Linked DNA regions of Mus musculus: region 2 is linked to region 1. The links are chromatin contacts, called in public HiChIP or PLAC-seq maps. All regions are on one chromosome and are shown on one strand. The core of a region is the stretch at or near the end of the contact, and the rest is flanking DNA. Distances in the headings are between cores, read along the strand shown. Region 1 has its middle 58 kb from the start of Tcf12. Region 2 holds the start of BC065403 (cDNA sequence BC065403).

Region 1 (4,941 bases), core at 1,574-4,073:
AGACCAGGCTGGCCTCGACCTCAGAGATCTGCCTGCCTCTGCCTCCCAAGTGCTGGGATTAAATGCGTGTACCACCACTGCGTGGCAAGATTTATTTTTATATTATCATTATATCATTACTATTATTATGGGGTGTGTGTGTGTGAATGTCATATGTGAGAAGGCTCCTGTGGAGGTCATAGGGCATGGGATCCCCTGGAACTAGAGCTCCAGGCTACTGTGAGCTCCTGATGTGGAACCTAAATTGGATCCTTTCAAAAGGCAGCAAGTACTGTTAACTGCTGGGCCATCTCTCCAGTCCCCACCTTGTTTTCCTCCAAAATCTCTTTTTGGGACCCATGGCCTGCTGATTAGATGGGGCTGGCAAACTCTACGTGCTTGAGTCCTGGCTCCAAGGACTTCTCCCATCACAAAAGTACCTCTGGATTAAGGAAAAAAAAAATCCTGAAATAATATTTTTTGAAACTGAAAAACTGTCACAGGTTTATAGCAACCAAGTAAATACAGAATTAGGAAAAAACAAAAAAACACCTTAGGGGCTGGGGAGATGGCTCTGAGGGTAAAGGGGCTAGCCATGCAAGCCTGTTCATCCATATTCAATCCCCCAAATTCACATGAAAAGCCAAATGTGGTGGTGAACATCCCAGAATACATATGGTGAGACAGGAACTGGGCACAGAACTGTCAGAAGTTCACAGGCCAGCTTGAAGTCCCCTGGGCAGCAGCAGAAACAAAAGAAAGATCCAGCCATAACGAGGTGAGAGGTGAGACCCAGCTCCCAAAATTTCTCCTCTAACCTACATGCAGAGTCCTGAAAATTGTCTTCCCATGACCTCTCTCTGTACAGAGCCCTGAAAGTTATTCTCTGACCTCCACCCACAAGTTGTGACATGTGTGGGTCCAGATTCATACAAAAACACCACCAAATACACACACAAGGGCAAAGAAGGAAAAAAATAGAGAGAGAAGTTCACATGACTCTCCCTCACCCTTGACCCTTTTCCTGGCTTGCTGATGGCCTGAGGATATCAGTGACTTTCTCAGTGTGGGACCCTGGGTCCAAGGAGAAAGAGCAGCTCTTATTCACAAGCAATGGGATCTGTCTTCCTCTGAAAGGCAACACAAGCGCTGGCCGTTGTTTCCTAGATCCAGACTCACCCCAGTCAGGCAGGTGGCTGCACAGGGGGCTTTTCTGAAAACAGAGTAAGATCAGACACATCTTACTGCTATGAGCATCTAAAGATTTCAACCGAGACAAAAAAAAAAATAAAGACAGACACACTGAAAACCAGGAAAAGACACATACACACATACACACACACACATACACACACACACACACACAAAACCTTCAGGAACTTAGAAAGCCACATGTATCATACAGACAGAGGACATTAGGTAGCTTGTTAGAAATGAGCAAGCTTGGGGCTGGTGAGATGGCTCAGTGGGTAAGAGCACCTGACTGTTCTTCCAAAGGTCCGGAGTTCAAATCCCAGCAACCACATGGTGGCTCACAACCATCCGTAACGAGATCTGACGCCCTCTTCTGGTGTGTCTAAAGACAGCTACAGTGTACTTACATATAATAAATAAATAAATCTTAAAAAAAAAAGGTTTAAAAAAAAAAAAGAAATGAGCAAGCTTGAAGCTCATTGAGGGTGGACCCTTCTGTCAGCATTAGACTCCATGTCTTGGTACGACACAAATTTTAAGGAAGAGGGACATTCCAAAGCTGCTCCTCCCTAGAACTGAAATATCATGGTTGATGGGCTCTAGCCCCTTTGCAAATGGCAGCAGAGGTTGAGAGCGCCCTTCTATGAAGACAGCAGGCGCCTCCCTTGCCCAGGCAAGCACAAGACCTCTTGCGATAAGGAGAAAATCCTGTTTTACAACCTCAGGGGTACAGCCTGAAGCCAGAAGGTGAAAATAACCAGGGTACATCTGAGGATAGGAAGTAGCGACCCACAGTGAGATGTTGAGCTGTGTGCTTATGGAATCTAGAAGCCCATCCCTTGTAGTTGGGGTAGACCCTCTCTGCTAAGCCGGCTCACCACCCAGAAAAGTATAATATAACCTGTTTGTTTGTTTTTTTTCCTCCTCTGTCTCCCTCTTTTGTACACTGCCTAAAATCTTAATCCTCTGTCCTTATCTCTGTCCCCCCTCCCCCCTTTCTCTCTCTGTTTGTGTCTGTCTCTCTTTCTCTCTTCCCCGCCTCCCCACTCCCACCCCCAACCCCATGCAGCTGCTACCAGACTCCTTGAAGCCCCTGCTTACTTTCCCCCTGCTTAGAAAGGACAACTCTCTCTTCGCATCTAGCCACGCTCCCTTTGTGCAGCAGCCTGAGACCTCCAGCCTGCCTGACCCACCCGTCACATGATGTCTTGCTCTCAAACTCCAATAAAAGTGTCCTCAAGTTTCCTTCTGAGTCTGTTTTAAATTATTTTATTTATGAGACTAGGGACCTGCACAGGGGACAGTGTTCTCCTGTGATAATAGGACACACGCAAGCAAAGATCTGAGGCGAGTCCGCACACTGCTGGCTGACCTCCAGGCAGGATGCAAACAGGAAGTAATATCTAAGGCGGGGTTGTAAACAGCCGGACTAGGCACAGAGGAAGCACCGCAGCACCTAGCTCGACTGCAAGGCCGAAAAGAAATATTTTATCCTCTCTTCCCCCTTCCTGTCTTTTTCCTCATTGAATCTTTTCTTTTTCCCTCACATCGACCAAAATCCTTTAAGCAGGAAAACATCCTACAATAACGAAGTTTACAGATAAGCAAACAAACCTGAGAGTTAATTCCTAGAAAACTGTCCCAATAGAAGTGCTTTATGCTGAAACAAAGGGATGCCACATACGGAGTACGAGTACCAGGAGGGGCTCAAAGTACAGCTGGAAGGGAAGGTACAAACCGCCATGCACACAGCCCTAGTCCAATCCCCCTCCGGTGGGGGTGGGGGTGGGGGTGGGGGTGGGGGGCTACGGGTACTCATGGCGGTATACACCTTTAATCCCAGCACTTGGGAGGCTGAAGAAGGAGAATTGTGTGTTTGAAGTCAACCTGAGATACATTGCAAGCTTAAGGCTCGTGTATGCTACATTCTAAGTCCCTGTAGTCTTGTTTTATATTCTGTGTCAGGACATTTTTCTATCTCAAACTTCTCTTCAATAAGATTTTTAAGACTGATGCTCTGTGTAACGTTTCCCTGTGTCTTGTTTTTTTTTTTTTTTTTTTTTTTGACATGTTCATATTCCTTGAAATATTTTGAGTAGTATTTCTGGAAATTGAATTTTTTTATTCTTTAATTATTTTAGTATACAATATAATGGCATTTTATCCTGACATTTTCATATACAGCAATGCATCTTGATCACAGTTACATTTACTCCCCAGCCCCTCCTGCCTTCCATGCTGTGATCCTCATCCTCTCGGCCCCCTGTGCTTTCACGTCTTAAAAATATATGGGGCAAGTGCGTGCGTGCGTGCGTGCGTGTGTGTGTGTGTGTGTGTGTGCCTGTATGCATGAGTTTGTGGTGTGTGTGTCTGTGTGTGTGCCTATATACATGAGTTTGTGTGTGTGTGTGTGTGTGTGTGTGTGCATGTGTGTGTGTGCATGCATGTGTAGTCAAATCTAACCTCCACGTATGAGAAACAAGCAGCATCCCTTTTGTGCCTTCAGAATCCTTCACAGAAAGCCCTGGTCTATGCAACTATTTCTCCTGTTTTCCCCTAGAAGTTTCGGGGTCTGGGGTCAGTTCCCTGAATTGCCCCTTCTTATCCTACCTACCTTTTACCCATAACCTCTACTGTAGACTTCACACATGAAAGAAAACATGCTTATTTTGTTTAACATAATGATTGCCAATTCCACACATTTTCCCGCAGCTCACACAGTTTTTATTCTTCTTACAGCTGAGGAAAGCCCTCTGCTGTTTGTTTATCACATTCTCCTTACCCAAGCATACGTTAGTAGGTTTCTGGGTTTCTGGGCTGCTTCCATATCTTCACTATTGCAAACAGTGCAGCAATAAATGTGGATAGATGACTCCACAGCTAAGAACACTGGCTGCTCTTGCAGAGGACAGATTCCCAGCACCCATGTGGTGGCTCACAACCATCTGTAGACCCCAGGGGTTCTGACTCCTCTTTTGGCCTCCAGAGGCCAAAATGCATATATGTGGTATGCATCTATAAAGGCAGAACAGCCATATACATACAATAAAACAAAATGAACACTTGAACATCACATCTTAGCTTCCTTCAGTCTTCTGGATACCCAGAGTGATACAAACCGAGTATGTGCTAGCTTGTTTTTGTTTTTAAGGAGCTCCCATCTGAAATCTGTAGTTAGGGTCCCTATTTCCCTCATCTTCTTTTTCCCCCAGATGGGGGGGGGGGTCTCTGAGTAGCCCTGGCTCTCCTGGAACTTTCTATGTAGATCAGGCTGGCCTTGAACTCACAAAGATCCACCTGCCTATGCCTCCTGAATTGCTGGGATTAAAGGCATGCATCACCATGCCCATCCCCAATTTTGTTTTCTCTAGGAGATCTACTCAGAATGGAGTGAGACGGACTCTCAGCTGGCTTTTAATCTTTGCCTCTCCAGTGGCTAAAAATGTTGGAGAGTTTTTCATACATTTGCTGATCAATTGTAGTTCATCTTTTGAGAACTGTCTATTCAGCTTGTTAGGTCATTTGTTGATAGAATAATTGTGTGTGTGTGTTTACAGAATCTAAGTTATTTCTCCCCTCTCAGATATATTGTTGGCAAAGATTTTTCTCCCATTCCATATGCCGACTATTCAATCTGTTTTTACTTTGCGGTGCAGAAATCTTTTAAATTCCCAGGTCAATTTTTGGAATTATTATTAATAATCTTATGGGTATGGGTGTTTTCCCTGAATGTATGTCTGTTCACCATTTTTGTGTCTGGTCCCCATG
Region 2 (4,941 bases), core at 1,646-4,145, 240 kb after region 1:
GTACAGAACCACAGCCTGAAGAGATGAGGGAACATCCCTCTGCGGTGAGGGACAGAGAGTTGAGCCACAGTCTATGCAGTGACACTACAGCTCTTACTCTGGGATACCTGACCCCTCCGTCCTCCCTGTCACATACACTGCGTTGAACTAAATTACATGATGTGAAGCTGAAACTTCCTGTCTGCCTCCCAGACTTAGAAAACATGAAAAGCTCATGACTTTTCCTTCTTTCTTAGACTTGGTTCATTCCAGTGAAGATTCTCTACCCTCTCCCACCCCGCCCTCCCTCCTGCCATTCCTCTCTTGCACACACACACACACTCTTAATGAAGCTCCTTTGAAAATAATTATTTTATGTGTGATATTTCCCCTGCATGTATGTCTGTGTGCTACATGCATGCCTGGTACCCACTGAGGTTAGAAGACAGTGCTGGATATCCTGGAGATAGAGTTAAGGATGGTGAGCCACCGTTTGAGCACTCTGGGTAGAGCCTTGGGACGTCTTAACGGCTGCACCATCCCACCCGCCCTGTCCTTTCCAGGCTTTAAAGGGAAGCCTCTCTCCATCACGCTTGGGCCCCTCTATATTGTATTGTTTCTGTCCAATGCTCTCCCCCCAACCTCCCAGTCTGAGCTTGTCTTCTAGGTCCTTTCTCTTAATGATGCATCTTCGAAGGGGACTATGTGTCTGCTGCTTTCCTGGACCGACTGCTCCTGTTTTATTTTTACTTTTTAAATTATATTTAACACAGACATGAACACATATAAACATGAAAGCGTGTATAGTCTCACATCACAAAAACATACATGAAGATTGTGGGAGGCAGCCAGAAAGTTAGGAAATCATTTGTTATGGTAACAACAACAAAAAAAAAAACCCACATATGTCTAGCCATTGATTAGACTTTACATTTTTAAATATATTTAATATAATTAAATATAATATAATTAAATAAATATAGTCTAGAGTTATATAATATAAAGTAAAACTGTAAGTACTTTTGTCTAATTCCTATTTTATTTCCTGCTACTCAAAAACAAAAATTAAATGCAAGACAAAACTTGGTCTGATTCTGTTTCTTGTCCCCTTCTGCCTTCCATCTCACGAGAGGAAGCCTGGCTGCCCTGTGAGCAGCTCTCTCTCATGGGCTTGCTCAGAGCAGACCCAGAATGCTTCATCTTCCTCACACATACTTCTCTGGCTTTCACAAAGCCTTTCTGGAAGCCACTTCTGCCCAGAATGTCTGCCTCGGAGCCTCATGTCTCGTCTGTTCTATCCAGAGAAGGCAGGTTAAGCAGCCCTTTCCAGAAAGGCTTCCTTTGTCCGGACCACCTGATCTCTCTCGGGCATTCGGGTAGCTTTGCTAAATGTGGACACTGTAGTGCTGTGCACGTTAGCTTTTAAAAGCAAATGTTTGATCCCTGGTATACTTTGATCACTTGGGTACACTCGGACAGATAGCAGTGTCCTGCTTAGTTTCCTTTCCCTGAACCTTAGAACCGGGAGGGTAGAGCATCGGGCTGGATCGGAGCGCCACCTACTGGTACAGGTGTTAAAGACTGTCAGCTACATTGTGGCGTCCTCAGTGGTCTCAGGCACACACATTTACATACACTCAGTCACGAAGCAACTCCCAGTTGAATTAAGTACTGCAGAATGTGCTACAGCTAATTCAGACTTCATTCCAGTTTTAATAAGATCTATTTTTTTTCCAAAAGAAACACAATAGTGGGGGGGAAAAAAAGAAAGAAAATACTCGGTACTCAGGATATGAATGAAATGGCATCTCCAGAGGGCCGATGGGAATCCTGGACTTGCTTACTGGCTGTTTTGCAAAACAGGTTTTTAAAAAGTTACTTTTCAAAAATCATACACGAAATGAGGAACCAAAACAGTCGGGTATTAGGATCCGTTTAGAAAGCCCTAAGAAGTGGCTTTATAAAGAAGACTAGCTGGTTGGTCTGTTTATTCCAGGACAGTCATCCTTCTGTAAGATCTCCCCGCAGAACTAGCCACGTTTATGCCACAAACACCCGAGTAGGTGTGAATGCTCGGTGCAGATAGCAGAGTAATACTAGCAATCCTTAATCCCTAAAAGGATGTCATTTTTCAGTTTATTAAATATTTTCTCAACCCTTATCAATCTTAACTTTTCCAATCTTAGAAAACAATTTGTTTTGTGAGTAGATATAAATAAAACATACAGAAGTTGCTCTCTAAATCGAGAGAAAACTTTTCTTTGCGCACACTGGGGCCCGATGTGGATAACAGGATCATTAGCGACCAAACAGATGATGCCTCTTTCTCTCTAACAGAGACTCGCTCAGCGGCAGAGAGCCCTTCAATTCCAGCAGAGAGGTGAGCTCAGAACTTGTCACTGGTTTCTGCTTGTACTTAATCTTCCTGTTTATTCTTGCTTCATTAAAGTCAATCTCCACAGGGCAGACTGTCATCCGAGCTCGGCCCATCCTGCTGTCTGCGCTCTCCAGAGAGCGTGCTTGATCCTGATAAACAGACTGCGAGCCAGGCATGTGACTGAACGTGACTGAACTTCTTAAGGGAAATAGAAGACATAAAGGCGCCCCTCCCACACCCTCACAGCAGAATTTGTCAGGCAGGGCCATCCTCTCAATGGGGATGATGCTTTTCCAAAAGCCTGCCTTTCAGACTGTCTGAAGTGAGATAGAGGGTACTTACTGTTATCGTTGTGTGGCACGAGGCCCTTCAGGTTGCCTTAGCTGATGTCATTCATCTGCCAGGCCCCTCTCTTGGGATTCAGTATCATCTAGAAGCTGTCTCCTGAATGATGTGCTACCCCGCTAGGAACTGCAGACAAAGATACTGTCTGTGTTAGTTACTTCCTCATAGCTCTGACCACACGTCAGACTATCCCAGCATCCTCAAGATTTCAACATGAGAAAGCAAGAAAGGTCTTGAAGTCTGGACCCTTCCAGTAACTACTAGAAGTCCTATTGGAGGATTTACTACCCCACCCAAAGGGCTACTCTGGGCTTCCGGCCACCGTTCAGTTTCTCAGTGGTAAGAGCATTAGTGAAGTGGATTGACAGCTCAGCAGAGAAAAAGCTGCCCCAGCCGCTGTGGGGTTGGGGTGGGGTTGCAGCCTCTGCAGAGCCTCCCACGCTCAAAAGCTCAGCTCTCTACTCCATCTCTGGGCAGTGGCTTTTCCCTTGTACCTCTTACTTTGATCCTGTTTCTTGGCTTTTCTTAGGATGTATTATTTAGCACTTTATTCTTTTCCATCTTAAAATTGAATTGTTAAGTTAGGGGCTAGAACCAAGAGTTTGTGGAAATGGTTATGCAGTTCCTTCTATTAGGGGACTAGGGGAGTGTACTGAGTGAAGTTTCTCTTCTGGGTGCTGCTGGGAGACGAAGACTTCTGAGAGGTGAGGTATCAGGCCTTTCTTTGAGCATTGACAAAGAGGACATGTTGAGGTCCCCAAAGGAAGAACCCTCAAGGGAGCGGCCAGAGAGAGTTCAGGTGGGGGAAGTCGCAGGTCAGTTGAGGGACTTGGTTGATTTTTATGGCAACAGTGGCATCTGAACTCAGTCATGAAGGGTTTGGTTGCTCTGTGACATGGATACTTTGATTTTATCATTGTCAAGAGCTGAGAATACCACTTTTCATAAACATATATAGCACAAAATGTTAGGAGTGTCATTAGAGTCATTTCAGAAGTTGTTGAAGCTAAAATTTCTTTATTGGTTTCTTTTATGAAATTCAAGCCGGTAGTCAATAACAACTGGATTCAAGATCAAGCATTCCAACACAATTCAATCCAACAATATGCTAATTTGATGCTCACATAGTAAAGAATGATGAAACGAGAGAGCTGGCGAGATGGCTCAGCCGGTTAGAGCACTGACTGCTCTTCCAAAGGTCCTGAGTTCAAATCCCACCAACCACATGGTGGCTCACAACCACCTGTAAAGAGATCTGACGCCCTCTTCTGGTGTGTCTGAAGACAGCTACAGTGTACTTATGTATAATAACAAATAAATCTTTGGACTGGAGCGAGCGGAGCCAACCAGACTGAGCAGAGGTCCTAAATTCAATTCCCAACAACCACATGAAGGCTCACAACCATCTGTACAGCTACAGTGCACTCACATACATAAAATAAATAAATCTTAAAAAAAGAATGATTGGACAAAAATATTAAATGTCTTTGTTTTATATAATCTGTATATGTCTCTATATATGTCTTCTATATGTCTCTATGAGAATTGAAGACCTTGTATGTACAGAAAAAATACAAAATCCAACATACAGTAGCTCTGGCCTGAGCTGGGGTGATTCAGGCAGTGACCATGGGTGCTGTGTGGTGTCACAGTTCACCTGGTACATACAGACTGGCATGGTATGTTCAGATCGGAGGCTATAATGAAGTCACATGAAGCAACAAAGACAAGTACTTATACAGACACACTGATGCGTTGCATGCTTAGTTGGGAGTTAATTGTTTATGATTCATGTAGAAACCTTTCATTGTTGTCCAGACCGTCTCAGCCCCACATTCGCTTACCCCCATGTGGGACCACCACCCAGTTTAAGACGATGGACTTGTGGGTCCCAGTATCACGCTAGCTCTTATTTTTACGTCTCAAACCTTAGGACCAATCTACCTTTATACACTTGGAAAAATAATAGTCAAGTGCTTTAGCAGAAGTATAATTTCCCATTGTTTAATATGGCACAATATGTCAAGATCTGTCCACTTCAACTTTCCTCGTCTCCCAAATGTTCTTTATTCATGTTACCTGGCCATGACAGTGAAAAGAGAGATGAGACCCAAATAGCAAGCTTTTGAATGTATAGTGAAGGTTTTCCTAGCCAATCCAAGTAAATGTTTGGGGGACAGTGAACCTGAGGCTTGCTGAGCTGGGAGCCTTGTCTCCAGCTTGCATGCCCTGGCTCCCTC

The links. HiChIP or PLAC-seq counts read pairs in DNA pulled down with a chosen protein or histone mark.
Region 2: an H3K4me3 HiChIP or PLAC-seq map of embryonic stem cells shows a contact between it and region 1, with 20 read pairs. The contact joins the promoter of BC065403 here to the enhancer-like site in region 1. A contact is called at or near these places in 12 of 39 promoter capture datasets (the 3T3-L1 cell line, the HPC-7 cell line, embryonic stem cells and 7 more), 1 of 15 datasets of contacts at CTCF or cohesin (large pre-B cells), 3 of 484 Hi-C or Micro-C datasets (cortical neurons, forebrain and nephron progenitors), 5 of 115 datasets of contacts at active chromatin or transcription factors (bone marrow-derived macrophages, double positive thymocytes, embryonic midbrain and 1 more) and 1 of 9 other capture datasets (embryonic stem cells).

Annotation. Positions count from the first base shown.
Region 1 is chr9:72,167,523-72,172,463 of GRCm38.p6, forward strand. No RefSeq gene overlaps it. Among named protein-coding and RNA genes, the nearest start is that of Tcf12, 58 kb to the left of the region's middle. Within about 2 kb of position 2,824, at least 95 of the 459 cell types and tissues checked have an H3K27ac peak or open chromatin away from gene starts, as enhancers often do. A contact at or near this core is called in the HPC-7 cell line, double positive thymocytes, embryonic stem cells and 3 more, where this site is marked.
Region 2 is chr9:72,406,972-72,411,912 of GRCm38.p6, forward strand. BC065403 (cDNA sequence BC065403) reads right to left here and starts at 2,896. Exons shown (of 2, transcript NR_152222.1): 1 at 2,699-2,896; 2 at 1,673-2,517. Gm27230 (a long non-coding RNA gene) reads left to right here. Exons shown (of 8, transcript XR_003948355.1): 6 at 2,317-2,359; 7 at 2,442-3,040; 8 at 3,746-3,924.